Regions from separate parts of the Mus musculus genome. Here regions 2, 3, 4, 5, 6 and 7 are each linked to region 1. Evidence: chromatin contacts called from public HiChIP or PLAC-seq, Micro-C and promoter capture Hi-C data. All regions are on one chromosome and are shown on one strand. Each heading gives the region's core, a stretch centred on a gene start, on an enhancer-like site or on the middle of the called end of the contact. The rest is flanking DNA. Distances are from core to core; before and after follow the strand shown. Region 1 holds the start of Comp (cartilage oligomeric matrix protein). Region 2 holds the start of Cilp2 (cartilage intermediate layer protein 2). Region 3 holds the start of Kcnn1 (potassium intermediate/small conductance calcium-activated channel, subfamily N, member 1). Region 4 holds the start of Mast3 (microtubule associated serine/threonine kinase 3). Region 5 holds the start of Mau2 (MAU2 sister chromatid cohesion factor). Region 6 holds the start of Tm6sf2 (transmembrane 6 superfamily member 2). Region 7 holds the start of Gdf15 (growth differentiation factor 15).

Region 1 (3,268 bases), core at 558-3,057:
GCCTGGGCGTGCAGGCACGGCGGCGATTGCCCCGTCGGGGAGGGCGACTCTCCAAAGTAGACACGTGGTCCGGTCGAGGACGTCCCAGTGGTGAGGAGGGTTGGAGAGAGACACCCCCGGCGCCCAAGTGGTCGTTGGGGTGGGCGTCGGTAGGGACAAAAGGAGTGGTCAGAGTGTGTGTCTGAGAGAGTGATGGAGTTGGCCTGGGTGGGCCCCCCCTGTTAGACGTGAGGTCTTCTGGTTTGGAGCCCCGGGCTGCGAGGGGCTGGTCCAGGAGAACACCCTCAGTAGATGAGGGGGGCGTCGTCGGATGGAGGGAATTTGTGGTGGGGTCGGCCCGGGTAGGGACAGGACGGCGGGGGTGTGAAGAGCCCGCGCACCTCATTAACGTCGGTGCAGTGCGAGCCGTTGCCGGTGTAGCCAGGAGGGCAGGGGCCGCAGCGCGCGCCCGTAGCTGTCTCGGAGCAGACTACGCCGGGGAAGCAGGAGCCGGGTGCGCAGAGCGGCACTGGCCGCACGCTCAGGCCTGGAGTGCGTGCGGGCTGCATTCCTGCGGACCCGCAGAAGTTAGGCCACGCCCCGGAGAGGAGCCAACCTGGGCCACGCCCAGAGGAGGCGCCTGTCCGGCCCCGCCCACAAGATGGGCTTGACCCCTCCCGGGGTGGGGCCGCTCAGGACCACGCCCCTCGGGGGGTTCGGTTTAGCCCAAGCTGGGACTGGGCAGGTCCGAGCGCGCGCCCTCCGGCCGTGCGGTCCTCCTGCCAGCCCTGTCGTTGGTCTTCGCGCATCTCCCAGGCCTTCTCTCCGTCGTCCAGTCCGCTCTGTCGCTGTCTGCTTTCGCCCCCGCCAGCTTCCTTCCCCAGCCCTTTTCCTCCGTTTCGCTCTGTGCCCCCACCCTTCCTCCTGCCCTTGGGTCCGGTCTATGCTCACCGCAAGCATCACATTCCATCACCGTATTCTTCAGGAAGGTGATCTCCTTGACCTGCCGGGCAGGAAGTCAGCGGGACCCCTTCCCATGCGCCTCCTCTCGGTCCCCCTCCTCTTCCCACGACCCCTCTTCCTGGGAAGCCCGGTGCCCACAACCACCCCCTTTACATCCGCCTTTGCACAAACCCATTCCAGAGTCCCTGTCTCCCTATCTCTGACTCTGTGCATCTAGTCCCAGAATCCTGTCCCTGCCCCTGTTTCCATCCTCTCTGTCCCACGCCCTGTCCTCTCTTCCCTGCTCTGTTTTTCCTCTCTGTCCTTTTCTGTCCCTTCTGTTCCCCGCTCGTCACTGCGATGTGCCTTCTGCACCTGTTCTGCCCCGCGCTGCCTTTCTCTCTCTCTCTCTCTCTCTGTTCTCTACCATTCTTAGTCCTCTCTGTATGCCCCTGTCCCTGTTCTGTCTCCACGCTGCTGTCTCTGTTTCCTTACCTGCTGTCGCAACAGCTCTCTCACGTCTTGCAGCGCCGCATTAGTCTCCTGAAGTTCTCGCAGCATCTGTGGGGCCAGGTCTCCACCTGCGTCCACAGGGGCCAGTGATGGGCGACCCAACCACTCCATCACCCCTCCCGCCACCTCCGGGGCCATCCAAGCTCCACCCGCCGCTTCATTTTTCAGGAACCCCGGACGTTCCTGGAGAGCAGACCCCAAGTTCTGAGGAGCAAGAATCATGAGCCTGGAGGGGCCTCCTGTCCAACCATGTCCCCTACTAAGCGGCTTTACCCAGCGGGATCTGGCCCTGGCCTGTCGCCCGCAGGATAGCCAGGGCGAGCACTAGAACGCAGGCAGTGGGGCCCATGGCGGCGGAGCTGCAGCTGCTGTCTGCGCCTTCGAGCCCGCGGCCTATTTATCCCCGCGCCGGGTCCGGGACAGCCCCCGCGGCCCTGCCCAGAGCCCGCCACAAGGTAAACAGGCCGGGCTCTGCATTCAGGGCCGCGCCCCACAGCCCTGCGGGATGACCCGCAGCTGATCAGTATATGGTGGGGTCTGAGGAGAGAAAGGCATGAGCCTTGAAGAGTAAATTGGGGCTCTCCACTCACTCTGGTTCACCACTGAGTGCCTGTTGTATGCAAGACAATCTTCATCTGTCCCCGTAGATAGCATTGGGGAAACAAAGTCATAAGTATTCAAAAGGTCCCAACTCACCCACTCTGGCTCCCACACTCCCTCCGCACTTCAAAGTCCTGCAAAAGGGACCTATGGGTGTGACTCAGCCCAGGTCAGCAGGAGGTTGTGAGGGTTCCTCCGCCCCCCTCCCCGCACCTTCAAACAAACAGAATTCTGAATAAACGATGTCCTTGCCTCAACTTCCCCTTTTGCACTGTTGAGGAGGCAGTGGTGGTGCTGGGGATGGGGTGGAGGAAGGAACCTCAGCTTCCCTGGGGTTCTCTTCTCACTGGACTGCACTAAGCTTTGTTCCCCAGCCACCAGGGAGACAGCCTGTCATAAAAATAAGACTGGCTGGGAACTGAAAATCTTTCCCGGGCCAGCCACACTCTGAGCTGTAAAACACCTCAGCTTTAACCCTCTCCACCTGGCCTTCCAGGACTCACAGCTTACATCTGTAAACAGAGAAGCTGGGCTCAGGGGAGGGGGGCTGGCCCACTTGGGGCTGCTGCAACCCAAGAAGATCTCTTGCTCCAAGAAGAAACCATGGAGGGCTGCCTGGGGGAGACAGACAGTCCAGGGAACAAAGAGAATAAAAAGATCAGTCATAGGAAGCAGGGGGGTTAGCTCCAGTGGTGGGGGCAGGGAAAGAGGTGGAAGTTGGTGGAGCATGTCGGACGGAGGGTATGTGCTTGTAGATTTCTGGTACATCCATGTTTTACACAAATGTGCCTGTTGTGGGTCATATCTCCTACTAGGTATCTGCTGGGGAACACTGGAGGAAGCAGTCCCCGGCCTCTGTCAGAGGCAGCCAAGGTGGGTCTGGAAATGGTTACACTATTACCCAGAGGTGGTGGGGATCTAGTGGGAACTGCTGAGCAATAGTCCTCAGTAGGAATGAGCCTGGGATTCTTGATAGATGAACACCACACATACAGTGTGCTGGCAAAATCCTGGGGCTTAAAGACAATCAGGGAGTGAGGCTAGCCAAGAACAGTGCCCAAGTTGTCTTTGGACTCACGGGGGCAGGGGGTGGAGGGGGACGGAGGGCAAACAGCCCTGCAGAGGAAGGCTGGAGGTGGCTGTGTTCCGAGAGGCCAGGTCCCAATGGCTGAGCTACCTCCTGTTTTCTTTGGCTCCAAACACGTGTGGGGCTGTTCTTGCTGACCAGCGCTGG
Region 2 (3,268 bases), core at 323-2,822, 490 kb after region 1:
GTTACCCTAGCCTGTTTTTTTCCATCCATCCTAAATTCTACCCCTCTGCACCCCCCTCCCCCAACTCGGTTTTCCTTGTCCAACTCTTTCAACCTCGGTTTCCGCGTCTGCCCCCATCGTATTTCACACCCGCCCTGAGGATGGGAGCGATACAAGTGGCTGTCCCAAGTGACTCCGTGTCCCCTTGGTCCGAGTGCTCAGCTCCACGGGCACCACCCACCACCAGTCCTGTGAGCTCACTCGGCAGAGGCCACGCCTGCCAGGCCAGAGCTGCTAAGGACAAACAGCGCTCAGCCTCTCGTGGGGACTGCGTGGGGGTGTCCCCTAGCTACACTGCTCCAGGACAATCCCCGACCAAAGCCGAGGCATATCTAGTCCTAGGGGGATACAGTAGGTGGTCCCGGAAAAGTGAGGGATTCTGCAGTTGGAAGCCTCTAATCAGAGAGAGGAGCCGGTGGCTCTGGTTAGTGCCTGAGGCAGGAGAGAAGTCCTGGTTGCTGGTTCGTGGACTGGGTGGAACCGAAACTCCTGGTGGTTTGGGGAGAGGGCAGAGTCCTAACAAAAGTACCACGAGGTGGGTCAGAGAACCAAGATGTCTCAGGTCGGAGGGGGAAATCAAATACGATAGGGATGTGGGGGCACAGTTTAGAAGGAGGGGGGTCTCGGGTCACAGTACAGGGTGGGGTAGAGAGGCTGAGGTCAGACCCGAGGTGGGTGAGGAAGGTCTGATTTAAGCAAGGCGCGGTTCCTAACCTCTGCGGAAGGAGACACGGCTCAAGGCAGAGGCTGGGTCTTGGCAGACTAGCAGTGGAAATGGTGTAGTCGGAGGGTGGAGGCGGTTTGCGGTTAGCAGGTCTGACCGCTACCCGCGTGCGTGGAGGGAGGCAGAGCAGACTTGGTCCCGGGCCGGAGGTCCTCAGCTCCCCCTCTTCCGCCCTCAGGCTGGGATGCGGAGGCTGGCGGAGACGCAAAGGACGCGGTGCAGCCCGATGTGCTGGTGTCCCTTGCAGCGCCCAAGAGCTGCGCCGGCCGCTTCTCCGGACGTCTCCACTTTGTAGCCGGCAGGTTCGTGCCTGATGACGTCCGCCGAAAGTTTGGCCTGCACCTGCCAAAATATACTGGCACCGACTGCGTGGCCTCACTGTGAACCGCACCAATAAACATCTCCACCACCTCTCCCCTGCCTCTTTTGTGTACCAGGCCAGGGGGTGGGCGGGTGGAGAGGAGACTTCCCTCCGGGTTTGTGGGGAGGAGCTGCGCCGTGGAGTTTCTTAGAATGGAGAGCAGACCCCTGCTGGGGGGTGGCCTCCAGTACTTAGGACCGAAGTTTAACAATATAGAGAACGTCCAGCATCCTAGGGCGCCAGCAGCTTCAAGTTTCAGACCAGAGGGAGCCAGGCACACAGCACGGGACCCAGTTGGAGAAGGAGGGGGGAACGCAGGACACCGGGCAAGGGCAGTCTAAGGGCGGAGGTACCGCGGGAGGCTTAGAAGACCCAGTCTGGTGTGCGGGGGCGTGGCTTGTGGCCCGTTCCGCCCTTTTAGGTCCAAGCAGCGGCTAGGCCCGCCACAGTCAGATCTCAGAGCTTCGCAGAGCAGTTCGGACCTGGCGATGGCATCACCTCTGCCCTTGCTCTATCTCTGCCTTGCCGCCTTACACCTAGCGGGAGCGCGAGGTGAGATACCTTGGGAACCACCCCCTACACACACACACACACACACACACACACACACACACACACACAAACAAACACACCAGGACGACAGCCGCAGGCACAGAAGCGGGCGGGGGAGCACCTCATGAGCGTCCCAGAGAGCCGGTGAAAGAAACCTCTTCCATCGTCGTCCCAGGAAGGTCCACTTGGCCAAGGCTTTGAATTGTAAATCATCAGGTTTCCAAATCTGTGCCAAGGGGTCGTAGCTGTCTCTCCGCGGGGCTGGTGACAGTCCTATTTCTCAGAAGGCTGGGGCTCCAGGAAGAAGGGGTTTGTCTGAACCTGTCTGCCTTCCTATTCCACCCCGGAAAGATGGAAGGCCAGAGAAACCAAGGACTTACCTGTTGGCACCTTGCGTCCCACCTAGAAAGACCCGGGAGAGTATATGGCAGGAGGGGACTTCCAGGAAGAGACTGCAGCGGTCTGCGGGTAGAGGCAGAGCCTAATACACTCGACTTGTGTTTGATGAACATTTGAGCCTAGAGGTGTAGTGGGACATAGAGTCGCCAGATCTGCGGAGTGACAGGGCTTCAGGGTCCGCTGCTAGTAATGGGAAGGCTTCCTGGAGTGGGTGCTGCTGCAGTCCCCGGGGCTAGAGCTGGCCTCTCAGATCCTCAGTTTTATATCCCGTGAAATGTGGTAGTCAATGTTCCCCCTGTTGCACCAAAAGAGGGGTCTCAGTGGTCCCTATCTTGTGCCTCCTCGAACTCCCACAGATGCCACCCCCACCGAGGAGCACACTTCAACCGCCAGGGGTCTTCAGGGACGGCCGCCAGATACCGGCCAGCCCTCGCCAGCCCTGGAAGATTGGGAGGGTGAGTCACCTCAGCAACCCGCCTGTGTGATCTGGGCCTGGTGGGGTCAGTGGGGAGGGTAGGGAGAATGAGGAGTCCTTGGACATCACAGCTCCTTGGGCCTCAAGGCTCCAAGCTGGAGAGACTAGGGAGGTGGGACCCGGGCTCAGCGTGCGATGCTCACAGAGGCCAGCGAGTGGACGTCGTGGTTCAACGTGGATCACCCGGGAGGAGATGGCGACTTCGAGAGCCTGGCCGCCATTCGATTCTACTATGGTCCCGCGCGGGTGTGCCCGAGACCACTGGCACTGGAGGCGCGCACCACCGACTGGGCGCTACCAGCTGCAATGGGCGAAAGGGTGCACGCCAACCCAGAGCGTGGCTTTTGGTGTCTCAATCGTGAGCAGCCTCGAGGCCGCCGCTGCTCCAACTACCACGTGCGCTTCCGCTGCCCACTGGGTAAGGGGGGGACCCATAGGCCTGGGCGGGCGGGTACAGTACGACCCTAAGGGGCAAGGCCCAGTGATGGCAGGGCACGGGCGTGGCTTAGAGAGGCACACCCATCAGCACAGTGAGGATGCAGGGAGCTGTGCCCAGATTGTAGTAGCTAGTGCACTAACATGCCAGGATCCCATTGGCCCATCCTGAACAGCTCGGTGTTGGGGATGCCTTAAGCCTCATTGTATTGAAGTCCGATGGGGAACAGCAAGGTTAATTAGGACCGCATCTAGCAAGAAGGGGTGTGTGTGTGTGTGTGTG
Region 3 (3,268 bases), core at 301-2,800, 480 kb before region 1:
AGGGGTAAGTCTTAGAGGCAGTGACTGCTGAGCCTGTGAACTCCTTGATTGTGGTCACAGGCACCATGGGGGTGCATGTTGAGACAGGCGCCTGGAGGAGAGCTAGATGGACAGTGAGCACCCCAATTTTGATGACAAACGGGGGCATGCCCCCAATCCCTGGGGGCTGTGAGAGGCTGAGGTGTGTCTCAGGAGACTGAGTGCTTTGCCAGTGTTTATGACGCCCTGGCTTCTGTTGTTAGCACGGAACAAATGGGGCTTGGTGGCCCAGGCCTATCCTGTCAGGTAGGACCTGAGAGGTAGAGGCAAGATGGCCAGTTCCAGGCCATCCTCAGCTCTATAGTAAGTCTGAGCCTCACAGATATGAAACCCTTTCTAAAACAAAAAGCAAAACAATTCCTGGGTAGGGGGTAGGCAGGGAAGGCCCACAGCCACAGGCTGAGGTGGCCACATGCAGAAGGTTTAGGGGCTGGAGGCAGAACCTGGTGCTCTTGGCCTGTCCCTCTGTGGTGTCTCCTGGAACCTGCTTACATCTATCACCCCAGGCTGGTTCCATCTGGCTCCACCTATGTGGATAGTGCAGATGTGGTCCCCAACACCTGGACTGTCACTCTGTTGGTGGCTCTGCTGGGGCTCAGTGCTGTCACTGCTCCCAGGCCACTTGCTGGCCACACATCTGCCCCTCAGTCCTTCCTGAGGCCCTCTAAACTGCAAAGACATTGGGCCAGGAAGAAGCAGGAGCTGGGTGGCTGGGGTGGGGGTGGGGAGGGGATTAGGGAGGGGATACACACACTCATCGCTCGGCTGCAGGCAAACCTCAGCTCCCCAGCTTGTCAGTAATCACGTGACTGAAGGGGCGGAGACTAGACTCCTTGGTCTCTGGGATGTCTTAGAAGACACCTGAAACTCCAGCACCTTAGGAAGTAGGCTGAGAGGAGGATTTCAGTGAGTAAATTCAAGATCAGCTTTGGCTACAGAGCTATCAAAACAAACAAACAAAACCCAAGACCACAAAAAATGTTGCATGAGCTGGAAAGGGGGGCCCAAAACTGTCCCAGCGCTCAGGAGGTGAAGGGAGAAGGAACAGAACTTCAAGGCCACTCAAGGCTAACCTGGACTCCCTGGTAAGTTCTAGCGCAGCCTGTACTTCACAGTGAGTTTGACGCCAGACTAGGTTATGTGAGACCTTGATTCAAAACAAAAACTTTCATGAGTGAGCTCTGTAAGTTTGGCTTGAATGATGGGGGCAGAGCAGGTTCGGGGGTCTCCCCAGCCCTGATGATTGCAGCTGCCTGGAGCTCTTTCTGCCCGCAAGGCTAATAGGGTTTAAGATCGGGGTCCCTGAGGTGAGCGGGCTTGTCTGTCCCCAGAGATGAGGTCCAGGTGTGCAGGATCACCTGCAATAGCCAGCTGCCTGTGCACAGATGCCCATCACCGGGGTTCTTATTCTTGCCCAGTGCCCAGGAGGGAGCTTTAAGCATGGGCGGAGCCTGCGGGGTCATGGGGGTGGGGCCTGGTGCACTCAGCCAATCCAAGGCGCCGCTCATACGGGGCGGCGCTGCTCCCCCTCCCTGGCCGGTCTCGGCGGGGACGCGCTGGCACGAGGGTCCAGGTCCCCGCCCGCAGGTATTGGCGAGAGGAAGCGGGGGTGAGGGGGCTGGGGGGGCAGTAATAGCGGGTCCCTGGGCTATGCGACTAGGGACGACGCTGGGGATGGTGTTGCCACGCGGTCAGGGGTCAGGGACACAGAAGAGAGGGTGCGCGTGTCCCCCGGTGAGGGAAGATTGCGAGTGGGAGACGCTGAGTCCATAAAGTCCATGCACAAGGATGGATGTGATACGGCCAGTGACATGAGCACTCTTCGGCCACCCTAAACTGAGGTCAAGGTGCTCAGTGACAGCACCTGGGCTGCCAGACTGGCCTTGTAAGCTCCCTGGTAGCCGGTGTGCAAAGGGCAAGCAGAGCCGGGCACCCTGAGGAGTCAGTGAGCCTGGTGAGAAGAGCTCTGGCACCCTTCCTCAACTCCATTTCCCCACCAGCTGCTGGGGAGGCCACCTGACACAGGTCTAGTGTCTTGGGAGTTTCTGTCATGAGCCGTTATCACTGTGGTTCCTACAAGAGTTGTGGGAGGTGGGTGCCTCCTTGAGACTCACAGCAAGGGACACCTATTGATCCGATTTTATTTTATTTTGAGACAGGTTCTCAGGTAGCCCTAGTTGGCCTCAAAGGCCAGGCTAGCCTTGCTGTTTAGCACCTCTTGATAGGTATGTATCACCAGTCCTAGCATGGCGACTTACACCTGCCATCCCAGCACCTGGGGTTTGCCACAGTGCCAACCTGCACTATAGATTGAGAGCCTGTCTCTAAAGTAAATAAATAAAATTACAGAAGACAAGAGAAAACGGACTGAGCTGGTACCCCAGGCTCCATGACAGAAAGCAGCTCTGTCCTCAGCTCACAGCCACTCGGGCAGAGCCAGCCTGGTTCCCTGTCAAGGTCCTGCCCTCAGCCACCGCCAGGCTGTGTCCCTTAGTCTGTGTCTGACTCGGTGCTGGCAGAGGATCCAGGGGCCACCCAACCTCCCTCAGCTTTGCTCTTCTTTTTAAAACCAGAAGAGGTATCCCCCTTGTGCCTGGGGCAACAGACAGTCCTTTTAACTGGAGGCTCAAAACACAGCCAGCCCAGGACTGGTCACTGAGCCCTGCCTGCTCTGCATCTGTCCTGTGCCAGCCAGCCTGCCCAGGAAGAGGCTGTCTCAGGGAACAACATGGCAGCACCTAGGCTTGGCATATGTGTCAGACAGCTGAGTCACAGCCCCATATTGCCTCTTCACCTGTGTGTCTTGCAGGCACCCAGGCCACCTTGTCACCTGCTGTTGGTAGCTTGAGGGGCAGGGGGTGCTCATGGGCCAGGATGATTGCAGGGCATGCTGGTGTCTGGGAGGTTAGGCGCTGGGGAACTGAAGCAGACTTTGAGCAGGGGTCGGTAGACACTGACTTTCCAGATGATCCTGGACTCTCCTGAGCCTTGGAATGTTCTGGAATGGCCAAGGTGATGTTCAACCTTTGCTGTCTCCACAGGTCCATTCAGAAGCTCTGCTGCGGAACCATGCTGGGCCCCAAAGGGCCTGCTGCACGCCCAGCCCACGGAGGCAGGTGGCCATGAGTAGCCACAGCCACAATGGCAGCGTGGGGCAGCCTCTGGGCAGCGGGCCTGGATTCCTGGGCTGGGAGCCTGTGGACCCTGAGGCAGGCCGCCCCCTGCAGCC
Region 4 (3,268 bases), core at 340-2,839, 420 kb before region 1:
ACACCATCCATGGCTCCCTGTTGCATTTTCAGTGAGCTCCAATCCTTATTGCAGCTGTGTGGTTAGCTCAGCGAGCACCCTCCTCCCCATCTGTGACACTCTTTCCCCATGCCCACTGATTCTCTTCTTTCTCATGGTCAAAATTATTATGTTGCCTGTCTGCTTGCCTTCTTTGCTATTTCTTGAGAAAGAAATATCGTCCAGGCTGGCCTTAAGTTCCTACCTGTACCCCTCAAGTCCTGTGACAACAGGTGTGTGTTACCACCTCCAAAAGTGTGGTGAGGGCTGGGATGGAGCCCTCCATGCCAGGCAAGCATTCTGCCAGCACAGCTATATCCCTCTTTCTTTGAAGTTACTCTTTGACATTCTTCATCTGTCTCCTTATCTGAGATCAAGGACTACCTTGAAGTCACCCCTAGATGTCCCAGAGGCAGGTAAACTGTAAGTGTTCAATAAATGTTTATCAAGTGAATAAATGACTGGATATGGGTTTGTGCTGCAGCCAGCAGCATGGGAAACGCCTGACGTGGCAAAGAGCCTGGAGGAGACGTGGCAGAGTCTCAGAGTGACTTGACAAGGATGAGTTGGGGAAAACCTGGGTGCATGTGCCTCAGTTTCCCCAGCTATCTTCTTGCACCAAATATAGGATCTGAGCTTCAAATCCGAGCAAGGCTCTGATCCGGTGTCTAAAAGTCCAGGGAGTCGGGTGCTGTCAGAATGACCACTGGCTACCTAGGACCTGGGGGAAAAGGACATATTCCTTTGGTTTGTAGTATATATGACTTATCGCCTTTGGTAATGGCTTTCGTGGCCATGCACACTGCGTTCATCGCAGACATCATACAGATGGGAAGGAAAGGGGAAGAGCCAGGCAGGGCTAACACCTCCAAGTCAGAGGGCAGACCCGTCACAGCCTGCACTACTAGCACCGCCAAAGCTCTACTCCGCCGTCCAGGCCCTAGCAACGCCCCACCTGCTTGTTGTGGCCCTAGCGACGCCCCGCCCTCACCGCGCAGTGCCCTAGCAACGGCCAGGTAGCCCCGCCCCCCCAATGCTCAGAACCATAGCAAAGCCCTGCCTGGGCTGCTGAGGTCCATAGCAACGCCTCGCTCTCCTGTCAGGGTGCCTCTCCTGGTGCTTAGAGCTCTAGCAACAACCTGCCTGTGTTGCTGAGGTCCATAGCAACGCCCCGCCCTTGCTACCTAGAGCCCTAGCAACGGCCAGGTAACCCCGCCCCCTATGCTCAGAACCCTAGCAAACCCCTGCCTGTGCTGCTAGGGGGCCTAGCAACGCTCACGTTAGTCCCAGAGCCCTAGCAACGTCCACTACGCCGCGCCGATCTGCTCGGGGCCCTAGCAACGCCCCGCGCTGTCCCTCAAGGCCCTGGCAATGCTGGGCACCGACAGGCGGGTTCTAACTGCGCTCCATCCCAGCGCTTCCGGCAGAGCTGTAGCAACAAAAGCTCCTTAGTTGGGGACCCTAGCAACGCCCCGCCTAGCACTGTAGCAACGCCTCGCCCCCCTTCCTCCTCCATCACGACGCCACGCCCCCTCAGGCTCCGCCCCGTGACTGGGCGGGGCTCCCAGCCGGGCTTCCTCCTTGCTACCGCGCGCGCTCCTTGTTGCCCGCGGCCACTGGGCCGCTCTACGGGGCTCAGGCCGAATCCGGCCGATCTGGCCGAGGCCCGGGCAGACGGAGGGCGGCAGCATGTCCGACCCCAGCTACTGGACCGCGGTCGCGGCCCCGGGGCACCGCAGCCGCCTGGCCAAGGGTGCGCTGCTACAGCGTTCCAAAAGGTAGGGACGGCTTGGGGCGCAGGGTCTAGCTGTGGACGCCGGTATTTGAACTTGGGACTCGGGCCTTGCAAAGCGATGAATTTGGGAAGAATGAAGCAGTCTGTTCTGGACACTCAGCGGAAATGTTGGCGCAGATGCAAATACTCATGGCCCAGACTGACGAGTGGGTGGCAGGTCTACAGCCAAGAAGGCATGCTTCTCCTCGGCCCAGGTCCTCCTTTGCAAGGCACAGAGGCCAAGAGAGATGGTGCCTCAACTGTCGACCCAGGTTCTAATTGTAAGATAGCTTTTACCGTGCGGTGTGACTCCAGGTAGTTCTTCAACCTCTCTGTGCTTGTGTTTCTCTGTATTTAGGTTAGCATAGTTGGGAAAAGTCTGAGATGCAAGGACCCTGAGTGCTCGATCCAAAGCTTCGACTGGGCCTTGAGATAGTGTGGTGCCTACCATGGCTTACAGGCCTTTTAGAGCAAGGAACAGTGTAAGCAGTTGGCATTTAATGTGTGCTCAAGTGAGATGATCCAGGTTCTCTGAGGCGTCCAATATGGTTGTTTTCAAGGTCTTGTCTAAGCATAAGGGAAAGGAACCAACCAGTCTCATTGGCTACCGGTGCAGGACCATGGGACAGCAGGGCAGGGAGAGGATGTGGCTGCCAGTGTGTGTCGTGTGCAGAGGGGGGGCGACAGGAAGTCTTGCAGGGCCCTTTGGGTTCCGCTTCTGCACCCACACTTCAGCCTAGGGGGCAATTCTTTACCCTCTTGGTAGCTGGTAGCCCCGATTTCCCTGTGTGAAGAGCAGGTACAGTTGGTGGGTCCCCCAGCTCAATGCTGGTTTGTACTGTGTCCACACCTGTGGCTTAGCTGACTCTGGGGGCGTGGCCTCCTGTAGGCAGGCTCTTAGAGCATAGGTCCCCCAAGGCCAGCTTCACAGGGTGTGTTGATTTTGTGCACCTTCTGGTTGTCCTGATGGGGAAAACAGAGCCTCCTGCAGCAACAGACAGGCTGGGCTCAGCTCCCTAAAACCTATGCCCTTTGCTGCCTGCGGCACCTCCTATCTTGGCCTGCAAACTGCCCTTCTGTTACCCAAAACCCTCCCTGCCTCCTTAGGGCCCCTCCTGTCGCTCCCTCCCTGACACTTTTACAGAGCTGCGTTGGTGGAGGGCTGTGTGGGCTGCTCTCCTTGCCTTCAGTCAGAGCCGCCGTTGCTGGGTGACTGTAGGGGGCTGGGAAGGAGGGCAGGATCCCTGTGACTTCAACTCTGCCAAGGTGGAGGCGAAGCTCAGGGTCTGGTGGGCAGAACGGGCCAGAGACCTGGGCTGGGGGATCAGGGCAGGTGGGCCGAAAGGGACATGGGTTTGTATGTAGCCCACACTGTAGCCCCCAATTCAGAGACTGGATTGAAGGGGTGTGATACCACAGACTGAAGCATTAGCTCTTTGGCAGGATCTTGGGAAGGTAGGGACAGCAGGTTCAGGG
Region 5 (3,268 bases), core at 496-2,995, 330 kb after region 1:
CACCTGGCACTCACTCTGTAGACCAGGCTGGCCTCAAACTCACTGAGACCAACCTGCACTTTCCAATGTCCCAAGTTCTAGGACTAAAAACATAGGCCATCACTCACCAACTTAAAAAAAAAAGACAGGGTCTCAGTTTGCACAGCCCTGGTTGACCTTGAATTCAGATGTCCACCTACCCCTCAGGAGTTGGGATTAAAAGCATTCCTATTGTCGCTCTGCCTAATTTTTTGGTACAGAGCAGCTCACAAAACCTTAAAGCCCGTTTCAGTGCGTGGCTGCCAATACACCCCAGGAATCCACCTGTGTCCAGTCCGAAGTCCTGTGCTTTCAGGCACACAACAGTACATCTGGCTTTTTTACATGAGTACTGAAGATGGGGAGCCAGGTCCTCACTCTTGGGCAACAAGCATTTTAACTACCACCATCTCGTCAGCCCTTAAATTCTAAATGTTGAAAGCAAAACTGACTCCCTAGACACTACCAGAGTTGACACCCCTAATTATTTCCATTTCATTCATAACAATCTCCAAGGAGACAATCCTAGTCCACTCTGAGGCCTATCCAGCCTCTGTGGTGAAACCTCTGCCTTCCTATAGACAGCATCTACTCATATGGAACATCTTGTACTCAAGAAAGACTTTTCATGGAGCCAGAGAGATGGCTCAGAGGTTAAGAGTGCTTGTCACTCTTCCAGAGAATCCAAGCAAACATCCAGGTGGCCTACTATAACTCCAGCTCCAGGTACTCACACACAAAGACATAAAGACAAATGGATTTTTAAAAACTGTTAAGCCTTCCCTGACCTTCAATATATTAGCAGCATCCAACCTCACGTCACGAGAACTAGTTCTTTGCAAAATTTGCTTCCAGGTGCACTGACACGCAAGCTTAGCACAGCGTTTGGCACCCAGCAAGTGTGGAAGCATATGGTGAATGGGCAAATGCATTTCATCCTAGGGGCACAGGGAGAGCTAAACCCGTAACCGTGGGAAACCGCCCTGGCTGACCCAGTGCAGTTCGGAAACGCACATTTCCCACAAGGCAGGACCCAAGCCAAAGGGGACCGGAGGGGCAGGAGGGATGTCCCAGGCTGTCCGCTGTGGATGCCACCGGCCCGAGAGCAGTTTATTGGGAAAGCCCATGCGGTTCCCACCCGGCGCCCAGGCCTTTGAGGGAGACCAGGAGCGCTCCTCAGCCACGGGCGGGGGTTGGGGGGCGAACCCGAGTCTGGGGTCTCGGCAGACCAGAGAAGGGCACACGCAACGTTACTGTAAGTTTCCCTGGGGCTGAGGCGAGAAGTCCGCGTGTCAGGTCCGTGACAGAAAGTAGGGTGAACAGGAGACGTGCAGTCGCGAGAACCCAGGCGGGCGGCGAAGGGAAGTCGGGGGATGTTACCTGCAACATCCCGGTTGTCCATCTTGAGACTCATCCAATCCCACAATGCTCCGGCGCCACCTGAGAAGAGGGAGGCTCTGTTATAGTGCGCTTGGTCTGATGGTAAATGTAGTCCTTCTCCGACAATCTCGTCCAACCCCCTTCTAGGACACCGGGCGTCTTCTCCACAGAAACGCCGGCGTCAGTTCACGAACGTGTATTACTCTCAGTTACGATGATGCAGAGGTATCATCCTCTCCTCAGAGTCTTCCTCAGTCGGAGCCACTTCGAACACACACCATAAGACCCAGAAGTCCTTGCGTAGCAGTTCTCGCGAGAATTGCGGGTCGCCAGGCCCCGCCCCTCAAGGTGCTTCCGCCTCTCTGTGGAGGCGGCTTGTTGTTGTGCGGGCCAAGATGGCGGCACAGGCGGCGGCTGCGGCGCAGGCGGCGGCTGCAGCTCAGGCTGCCGCCGCACAGGCCGCACAGGCCGAGGCAGCCGAGTCGTGGTATCTGGCTCTCCTGGGTTTCGCCGAGCACTTCCGAACATCTAGCCCGCCCAAGATCCGCTTGTGCGTTCATTGCCTGCAGGCCGTGTTCCCCTTCAAGCCGCCTCAGCGGATCGAGGCCCGGACGCACCTGCAGCTCGGCTCGGTGCTTTACCACCACACGAAGAACAGCGAGCAGGCGCGCAGCCACCTGGAGAAGGCGGTGAGTGTGCGGGCCAGGCGGGCGGGCCGCGGGTACCGGGGACTCGATCCTCTCCGCCTCGTCGGGCTTGGGACTTCCGAAGGCCTCGCCCTCACCTGCGGTGACAGACGCGGCTCCGCCACGCCCTCTCACCCGGGAACCGGGAAAGTTGTCCCTCTTCAGCTACTTGGTGCTTGCATCGGGGACCCTCCTAGTCGGGTGGCCGCGGGAACAGGACCCAGAGCGTCAGCCTAGAAGCACCTACCTAAGGAAGAGATGCGAGCTCCCTGACGTGTGAAAGCGAGGTCGCAGGAAATCTGAAAGTCCAGGACTTCTGACAGTCAGGTGTCTAGGTCTGGAGTCCCAGATCCTTGTGGCATGGATATTGGGGAAGGTGAGGCCTTCAGCCTCTTGTTGAACGTTGTTGCCTTGTGAGGACCTGAAGTGCAGAAAGTAGCTTCTAGAGTCACTTGCACCTCGGGGGTCTGGAGGTCAGTCTCACTGTTGGTGGCTTCTTCTCCCACCACGAAATGGTCCATCTTTGAAAGAGTCCCCACTCCGCCTCCAACTTGATTTGTGACGTCTTGGTGCTTCACAGAATTTCAAGAGGTAGCTGTCATTCAGCTTCTCAGTAAGACTTGTTTCTTCTCATGGCAACTGTGTCTCTTCCACACCTCCGCCTCTTTTTTGCCATTTTCCTATCTTTGTTTCCTTGACTATTCAGATGTTTAATGTTCTGACCTGCAGACAGTCTAGTAAATTGCCTTCAGGAGGGGATCAAAATTCTTGTTTCCCACACTGTGCATAGTTAGAGCTTCTAATCCTCACTGAACCAATAAACTTCCTTATTTCAAGAGTGAAACCGTATAGGCTTAGCTAAGTAAAGTGATTTAGCAAAGACCACACTGTGTGAAGTTTGGGTTTTTTGTTTGTTTTTGTGTTGGGGGGGGTTGTCGTGGTCTTACACGATGTAGCAAAGAATTGGTCTCAATTCCCAGCTGTCATCCTTCCTGGCCACCCAAGTACTGAGATTACAGGCATAGTTGCACATACCTGTGATGTACATGTTCAAGGGAGAGGCAAGAGGCTAGCCTCGGCTACACAGGAAGAATATCTCAAAGAAAGCAGGTCTGCTTAGATGACTTTGTGGGTAAAGGCTTTTGCAGCACAAGCCTGATAACTTGAGTTTGAGTGGAAGGTGA
Region 6 (3,268 bases), core at 440-2,939, 300 kb after region 1:
AGCTCAGGCTACATGAGTCCTGGGAAGGGCATAGGGGAGAAAGACATAATTACTTCTCTCTGGAGTTCCACCTCTGAAAGACACCCTTTGAGGTTCTCCAGTCTAATGGTATTCCAGGCCCTCCGAGTTCCACAGTTAATGGGAACCACTCAAAGACTAACAGAGGTCCTTGGGTTGGTCTTTAGCCTTTGCCCAGAGAACCCTGCTCCTCAGCACCTCCCAATGACTCACCAGCATAGAGAGGGTCGTAGGTGATCTCCCCATGAGATAGGCTATAGACTGCCAGGAAGAGCAGACCCAGTATCAGAGCACTCGTCAGCACCACAAACAGGGGCCTGGGGGAAAATCGAGTGCTTGGGTGAGACCTCCTGGAGGAATTATTCAGAAAGTGTCAGCAAAGGAGAATGAGACCTGACTTCTCCATCAGTGGTTTCTTGGTTAGGTTTTCTACTTGGCAAACTCCTACTCATACTTCAAGGCTTATCCATATTGCTCCCACTGGAAGCCCTCTCTGATTTCCCTATCTCTGTGTTTCATCATTAGCTAATACTCATTCCTTTGGATTTGCCAGGTCACTCATTGAGCCTCACCCTTCATGTGGTTGGACTCTGATGGGAGGGAATCTAGTATTTTCTTGAGGCTCCCAGTTTCTCTCAACTAAAGTCCAAATGTCTCCAACTGCACTTCCCTATTCTTGCTCAGTTACACCGAAGTTATACAGTCTGATAAGACAGTTCAGCTAGCTGCATAGATAACACAAGCCAGGTCTCTGGGCTTCCCTTAACACAGCTGGACAAACAAACCAAAACCCAGAGAGGGGAATCCACCTGTCTGGTGCCACACAGCCAGTTTTTGTTCAATTCTCCTAAACTACCCAGGCCCACATTTCATAAACTCCATCCTGGTTTTACTTAACCAAAATGCCAACACTAATCTTGACACTGCACAGAACTTGTGATCCTCACCCATGACGATAGTGAAACCCAGATAGATAAAGAGACCTGGGCTCCCAAAGGGCACTTGGCTCACTCAGACTCTCAGGAGACAGGTACCAGGGAGTCAGACCTATGGCTAAGGCCCTCTCTATCCCACTGTTTGAGTTAACTGAGCTTTGGAGTGAGGGGATTGCTGGACCTCCGGGGTCTATCTGAAGATAGAAGTCAGGGACAGGGTGCTCATTGCTTGTAGGGGGAGTTAACTCTAGGCCTGAGACAGAGACGATGGTACAGGGCATGCGTACCAGGGAAGTTGGGTGAGTTGGGCTTTATCTAGGAAAATACTTTGACCCTGGGTGACTTTGGAACTGGCACAGCATACATCCCTGGAATACTCGTAAATGCCACAACCCACTATGGCTCCACATCACCTTTCCCCAGAAACTTACAACTTCATCTTCCTGACAGCGCGGCTGGAGAGGGATTTCTGCTTGCAATGGCGTTCCCCCGGCCCAGCTCCCATCCTATGGGATTTTGCTACCCCTCATCCTCCCTCCAGCCCCATGGTCCTCATGGACGAAAACGCACTGTGAGAACGCCGAAACTTGATTGAGTAGGTAGGACACTGGCAGGGCGCAGAATGACATTGCCACAGTCCTGCCGGCTAGGGGCGGGATGTCCATGGCAGCGGCACCCCGACCCCGGCGAGGCCTCCAGGACGCTTGGCTCCGTGACCGCAGCGCGTCAGAGCTCTGAGTTGCCAGGAACCTGCCTGCCCCCCCCCCCCCCCCCGCGCGCAAAGGTCGCCCCGCGCAGGAGCTGGTCACCACCCTTTCCTGTGTTGAGGTTCTTGGCCAGTATGCGGAGGGGGTGGGTGGGGAGTGCCGCCCTACTATCAGGAGACTCCGCCCATAAGCTCCCTTTCTCAGTCCTTTTATCCATTGCACAGCGTCCTTTCCCAGTTTTCAGCCGTCCCACATCTGCAGCCATGCCCCCTTACCTCTACCCAGCTTATAACTCCGCCCCCATACCCTAGTCACCTGTGGGGCTGAACTGTAGAGACTTCCCTTTACCGAGTCCACAATAGTCCCTTACCTAAGACCCATTCACCTCTCCTAGCCCTACTCACAGGCATTAGCTCAAGAGTGCAGCCACGCTCTACATGGCCCCGCCCCCAGGCCCTACACTCACAACTTGTACACACTGCAGTCCAGCCCCTGGCCACACTCCCACTACTCAGCTCTGCCAACTCTAGGACCTTTTGTGTCATGCCCAACCAGATCTTGGGAGAGGGAAACATTGGGGAGATGGAAGACCAGAGGAGCAAGACTGGAGTACTCAGATTTATCATTCTTATTCTCTTGAGGACTTTGACTAGCTGGAGAGGTCTGGGGAGGATCCAGGGCAGCACAAATGGGATGAAGCTGCAAAGATTGACCATCACGGGCTCCAGCTGGGCTCTTGCAGCTATGCAGTGAGCAATACATGAGACAGCCCAGGCCTCTGCCTCTAGACAGGCCCTACCCATACTCCAGCTGTGCCCAGTCCACACCAGCCCATGCACATATCATGAAGTGTTTGGAAGCCTCTTTTTCCTCTGCCTGGGGTAAAGTCTGAATCAACTGGCTGGTCTCCAGTTACTGTGAACTCAATGAGCCTCAGTGGGACTGGAGGAGGGACAAAAGAGGTTTCTGGCAACAGCAGGAACTGGAATGCTGGACAGGTGAGCATTGGGACTTTAATACACAGCACAACACTTGTGACCACAGGATAGAGATGGATGCCAGAACATTTCATAGTCCAAGGATGGCCGATCTGAATGTAGACTTTGTGTTTCCAGAATATTCAGTAGTAGGGCCGTCTGGGGTTGTTCTGTGGAAGCCCAAAAAGATCAAAGGAGTGTTAGTGGAAAACTATAGGTCCTCCCTCCACAACGTTGCAGGCAGCAGAGCTGACATCCTGTGAGGGCTACAGCAGGGGTTTTGTCATCTCTCTCAAACTAACAGGCAGTCAGGGAGGCACGCACCAGCGGGTTGGGCCGGAATCGGTAGGCCAGCATCATCCTCTTGCGGAAGGCCTCGTACTCATCATCCTCCTTGGAGAGTTCAGCTGGCCGGTCGATGCCAAAGCCAGCTCCATCTATTGTGGTGGCACCCCTGTGGAAGGAAAACCAGCAGTCATGAGTAGGAACCAGGATGAGACAGACAGGAAGGGCTTCTGGGGTACTGGGGTGGGGACTGGTGGCAGGGTTGGCAGGTCCTAGATTCACTCAGACATGGGGTCAGAGGCCAGCTTCACGGTCAAGCAGTGTGGGTAGCAAGGCTTTACATACT
Region 7 (3,268 bases), core at 243-2,742, 260 kb before region 1:
TGTGTTGAGGGGGCACAGATGCCTGGCGAAGTGGGATCCTAAACAGGAAGCCCTGGTGACTTTTTTGAAGGGGCCTGTGTGGGTTAGGAAAGTTGGGACCCATCACAGGAAGACACCGAGGGCCAGAGAGGCAACCTGGGCTGGCTGAGGTTGCATCTGTCTGCGGCCTGTGGGGTTAGGTGGGGTACAGAAGTGCTGAGAACATCGAGGCCTGTCCCAGCATCCAGACCGCACAGGGCTCCCCGTGTGGGAGTGGGCAGCTGCTCGGCCCACTCCCGAGCTCCATATCTACGAAGCCATCTGCATCCCAAGAGACTTTGGGCCGTCCCCAGCCTCAGTTTCCCCACCTGTGACCCATGATGGTCCTGTCTCAACCTCTCATCTCACGCAGCAAGACAGCTGTATCCTGATCCTTGGCCTTTGCTCTGCAGCGCAGAGAGGCTGAGAAACTTGTCCAAGGTCACATGGGACCGCGGGATAGTCCCTCAATTTGTAGCGTGCACCCCCGGCCCCCGCTGTACCCCTACCCTGACGATGTAGACCACAGCAGCCTTTCACAGAAAGAGAAACTGAGGCTCAATGGCTGGCCTGGGACCAGAAGACTGCAGTATTATCCTCTGGGATATGATTCGGAGATCAGCAGCTCGCCCAGGGCAGAGAATCCAACTCTGAGACTTAAATTTGGGGGAAAACGGTCAGAGATGAACATAATCCCAGAACCCCACTCTCACCGGCCAGGTGGCCACCATGCTGTGCCTCCTCACAGAGTGCAGATACCTCAAAACTGCCCACAGCTGCGATCCCAAGGGCGGTGCCACCTCTCTCCACATTGATCTTTAAGAGTCACCCCCGTAGGCAAAGGGTCCTGGAGCAAACAGGTAGTTCTGGGCAGTGCATCAGGGGTGGGGCTTGGATCTGAGGAGGAGTGGTCTGGAATCAGTTTGGGGAGGGTTCTGGGGGTCATCCTGGTCTTGGACAAAGGAGATGGCGGGTGAAGACTTACCATGCACCTACCTTGTCTTCACAGGGGGACATGGAGTAACCCTAGTCAGTCATTAACCTGGAGTGACCCCACAGGTCAGAGGCCACCCAGCAGTATGTAAATACTGGGAGGGACCCCAGCAGGAGCCCTTGATGACACCTGGTGCCCCTCCTTGCTCACTCCTGTCTTCCCCAGAGGCCCTAACTACAGCCACTACCCTTTCAGGGCCCAGGCTGACCGTGGATGGGGCTCCTGGCACCTTCATCCTCCTCCTCCATCTTCTATCTGAGCCTGAGACGAACTGCCCACCCCCTCCAGCCACCTGCCGCCTCCTGTTTGGAAGGAGGCCCGCAGCAGATTTCCTCTTCCCTCCATTCCCAAGAGGAACCCCTGGTCTGGGGATACTGAGGCAGGCACAGGGCAGGGCACGTGTGAGCATCCAGTCATCCTGAAAGGTAAATCTGGTTCCTGAAGCGACAACTGTTCGTACAGGGTTTTGAAGGATTGGTAGGAGTCCCACAGAGGACACCGAAGAGGTGCAGTCCCTGATTTGTCCTTATGTCCCAGCCCATTTGGGCACGGCTGTAATGTCTACTCCTGGGACACTGAGGCATAGGGGTGACTTGCCTGAACTTGCCTTTTCTAGGTTTTCCTTGGCTTCACCTTTGATGGGGGTGGAGGGAGGAGGGAGGGAGAGAGGAGGAAAGAGAGAGGGAGAGAGTCCTGGTCCCAAGAGGAAGGAAGAAGCCACTTGAACTTCAGTCTGGACTCCATCACATGTTCTGTGGGGACGATCAGCCCTCACTCAGGTCCCAGCCCGGCGGTTTCCCTCCCTCCCACCCCCTCCCCCTGCGGAGCCCTGGGATTCCCGCCCGAATTAGCCTGGTCACCCGAGTTGGCATCGCACACGGGGGCGGAGCGGACAGAGTCCAGTGGGTATAAAGGCAGCTGCAGAGGGCTTAACTCAAAGACACACTCAGGACACAAGCGACATGGCCCCGCCCGCGCTCCAGGCCCAGCCTCCAGGCGGCTCTCAACTGAGGTTCCTGCTGTTCCTGCTGCTGTTGCTGCTGCTGCTGTCATGGCCATCGCAGGGGGACGCCCTGGCAATGCCTGAACAGCGACCCTCCGGCCCTGAGTCCCAACTCAACGCCGACGAGCTACGGGGTCGCTTCCAGGACCTGCTGAGCCGGCTGCATGCCAACCAGAGCCGAGAGGACTCGAACTCAGAACCAAGTCCTGACCCAGCTGTCCGGATACTCAGTCCAGAGGGTGAGTAGCAACCAGGGACCCACTTCAGGAACACCCTCTCCAAGCTCCAACCAACACACTCAAGTCCACGAGCCCAGCCCAGCTTCCGAGACTCAGTTTCCCCTGCTGTGACCTCTGGAGCTGCCAGCAGCGGGCTCAGCCAGAGTAGGACGGATGACCGTCCCTAGACCGGAGCTGGACAAATGATGTCCAGAGAGGTCAAGGTCGCTCCTGGAGATGCACAGCACTCGAGTTGGGGAGGACATGGGGGAAGGTTAGAGGGTCCTGGAGGGAAGAGGGAGGGACAGGAGCCAGGTTGGGAGCCAAACGGAAAGAACCTGCGGGAACTGGATCGGAAATCTGACGCAATCGCTTGTAAAGAGACTGCTACAGTAACAAGTGACAGTCGCTTGGATGGGAGGGAGGAGGATCCAGGGGACTGGACTCAGCTCTGGGACCCAGCAGGGCTGAGGGCGGGCCCAGGCTGATTTGGGTCACGCCCCCTTACAAATCCGCTAGGGTTGTGTGAATCCAAGCGAACTGTAGCTCTCCCTAAAGATCTGCAAAGCTACACTTGGATGTGGTGGCGCATGTCTGCCATCCTAACTACTCCGGGGGTTGAAGCAGAATTGCCTTGAGTTCAAGGCCAGCTGGGACTACAGAGTGAGAACCTCCCCAAATTTTATTTGTAGCCCAGGTCGATTTCAAACTCAGGGCAATCCTTCTGCCTCCATTTCCCAAGTTCTGGGAAGACAGGTGTAGGCAACCAAACCCTGCTTTAAAGAAAACCAACTTCTGTTTGTTAAACACTTTATTCAGAGGCTTGGGAAAAGGTTGGAGAGATCCATGCTGTCCTGCGCAGGGCAGACCTTAGGGATCTCTGTCGCTAAGAGCAAAATCAACTTTAAGCCAGAAGGTGGCGGTGTACGTCTTTAATCCCAGCACGAGGGTTTGGGGTGGGGGTGAGGGGTGGCACAGAACAGGCAAATATCTGTGAGTTCAAGGCCAGCCTGGCCTACATGGAGAGTTACCAGG

What was found. Promoter capture Hi-C pulls out the DNA fragments that hold promoters and counts their contacts. A called contact is a pair of places that touch in the nucleus more often than the background predicts. HiChIP or PLAC-seq counts read pairs in DNA pulled down with a chosen protein or histone mark.
Region 2: a contact with region 1 is called in a promoter capture Hi-C map of embryonic stem cells. The contact joins the promoter of Cilp2 here to the promoter of Comp in region 1. A contact is called at or near these places in 2 of 39 promoter capture datasets (embryonic stem cells and liver), 1 of 484 Hi-C or Micro-C datasets (embryonic stem cells), 1 of 115 datasets of contacts at active chromatin or transcription factors (embryonic stem cells) and 2 of 9 other capture datasets (liver and macrophages).
Region 3: a contact with region 1 is called in a Micro-C map of embryonic stem cells, with 1.6 times the contacts expected there. The contact joins the promoter of Kcnn1 here to the promoter of Comp in region 1. A contact is called at or near these places in 2 of 484 Hi-C or Micro-C datasets (both in embryonic stem cells) and 1 of 115 datasets of contacts at active chromatin or transcription factors (pancreatic cancer cells).
Region 4: a contact with region 1 is called in a FOXA1 HiChIP or PLAC-seq map of pancreatic cancer cells. The contact joins the promoter of Mast3 here to the promoter of Comp in region 1. A contact is called at or near these places in 1 of 39 promoter capture datasets (pre-B cells), 1 of 484 Hi-C or Micro-C datasets (embryonic stem cells), 1 of 115 datasets of contacts at active chromatin or transcription factors (pancreatic cancer cells) and 1 of 9 other capture datasets (pancreatic islet).
Region 5: an H3K4me3 HiChIP or PLAC-seq map of embryonic stem cells shows a contact between it and region 1, with 2.8 times the contacts expected there. The contact joins the promoter of Mau2 here to the promoter of Comp in region 1. A contact is called at or near these places in 2 of 39 promoter capture datasets (the C10 cell line and second pharyngeal arch cranial neural crest), 1 of 115 datasets of contacts at active chromatin or transcription factors (embryonic stem cells) and 1 of 9 other capture datasets (liver).
Region 6: a contact with region 1 is called in a promoter capture Hi-C map of embryonic stem cells. The contact joins the promoter of Tm6sf2 here to the promoter of Comp in region 1. A contact is called at or near these places in 8 of 39 promoter capture datasets (the C10 cell line, cranial neural crest, embryonic stem cells and 4 more), 1 of 484 Hi-C or Micro-C datasets (embryonic stem cells) and 2 of 9 other capture datasets (adipose tissue and pancreatic islet).
Region 7: an H3K27ac HiChIP or PLAC-seq map of microglia shows a contact between it and region 1, with 5 times the contacts expected there. The contact joins the promoter of Gdf15 here to the promoter of Comp in region 1. A contact is called at or near these places in 6 of 39 promoter capture datasets (cranial neural crest, embryonic stem cells, frontonasal cranial neural crest and 3 more), 2 of 115 datasets of contacts at active chromatin or transcription factors (microglia and trophoblast stem cells) and 2 of 9 other capture datasets (adipose tissue and pancreatic islet).

The regions. Positions count from the first base shown.
Region 1 is chr8:70,372,087-70,375,354 of GRCm38.p6, reverse strand. Comp (cartilage oligomeric matrix protein) reads right to left here and starts at 1,807. Exons shown (of 19, transcript NM_016685.2): 1 at 1,708-1,807; 2 at 1,417-1,502; 3 at 931-982; 4 at 381-550. The coding sequence starts at 1,783. It overlaps Gm51533 (a long non-coding RNA gene), which reads left to right and starts at 495. Exons shown (of 4, transcript XR_003947399.1): 1 at 495-1,889; 2 at 2,850-2,907.
Region 2 is chr8:69,885,696-69,888,963 of GRCm38.p6, reverse strand. It overlaps Cilp2 (cartilage intermediate layer protein 2), which reads left to right and starts at 1,572. Exons shown (of 8, transcript NM_026818.2): 1 at 1,572-1,676; 2 at 2,432-2,530; 3 at 2,696-2,968. The coding sequence starts at 1,613. Yjefn3 (YjeF N-terminal domain containing 3) reads left to right here. Exons shown (of 6, transcript NM_001353930.2): 6 at 942-1,176. The coding sequence ends at 1,147. Gm33746 (a long non-coding RNA gene) reads right to left here. Exons shown (of 3, transcript XR_379069.4): 1 at 2,694-3,268; 2 at 2,057-2,370; 3 at 580-1,970.
Region 3 is chr8:70,855,290-70,858,557 of GRCm38.p6, reverse strand. Kcnn1 (potassium intermediate/small conductance calcium-activated channel, subfamily N, member 1) reads left to right here and starts at 1,550. Exons shown (of 10, transcript NM_032397.3): 1 at 1,550-1,626; 2 at 3,081-3,268. The coding sequence starts at 3,162.
Region 4 is chr8:70,790,754-70,794,021 of GRCm38.p6, reverse strand. It overlaps Mast3 (microtubule associated serine/threonine kinase 3), which reads left to right and starts at 1,589. Exons shown (of 26, transcript NM_199308.2): 1 at 1,589-1,796. The coding sequence starts at 1,708.
Region 5 is chr8:70,041,211-70,044,478 of GRCm38.p6, reverse strand. Mau2 (MAU2 sister chromatid cohesion factor) reads left to right here and starts at 1,745. Exons shown (of 19, transcript NM_001376946.1): 1 at 1,745-2,087. The coding sequence starts at 1,794. Sugp1 (SURP and G patch domain containing 1) reads right to left here and starts at 1,692. Exons shown (of 14, transcript NM_027481.3): 1 at 1,399-1,692. The coding sequence starts at 1,432.
Region 6 is chr8:70,071,345-70,074,612 of GRCm38.p6, reverse strand. It overlaps Tm6sf2 (transmembrane 6 superfamily member 2), which reads right to left and starts at 1,689. Exons shown (of 10, transcript NM_001293795.1): 1 at 1,524-1,689; 2 at 232-335. The coding sequence starts at 1,618. It overlaps Sugp1 (SURP and G patch domain containing 1), which reads right to left. Exons shown (of 14, transcript NM_027481.3): 13 at 2,962-3,091; 14 at 2,266-2,807. The coding sequence ends at 2,781.
Region 7 is chr8:70,630,319-70,633,586 of GRCm38.p6, reverse strand. It overlaps Gdf15 (growth differentiation factor 15), which reads left to right and starts at 1,492. Exons shown (of 2, transcript NM_011819.3): 1 at 1,492-2,254. The coding sequence starts at 1,975. It overlaps Gm34154 (a long non-coding RNA gene), which reads right to left and starts at 1,024. Exons shown (of 2, transcript XR_870495.2): 1 at 732-1,024.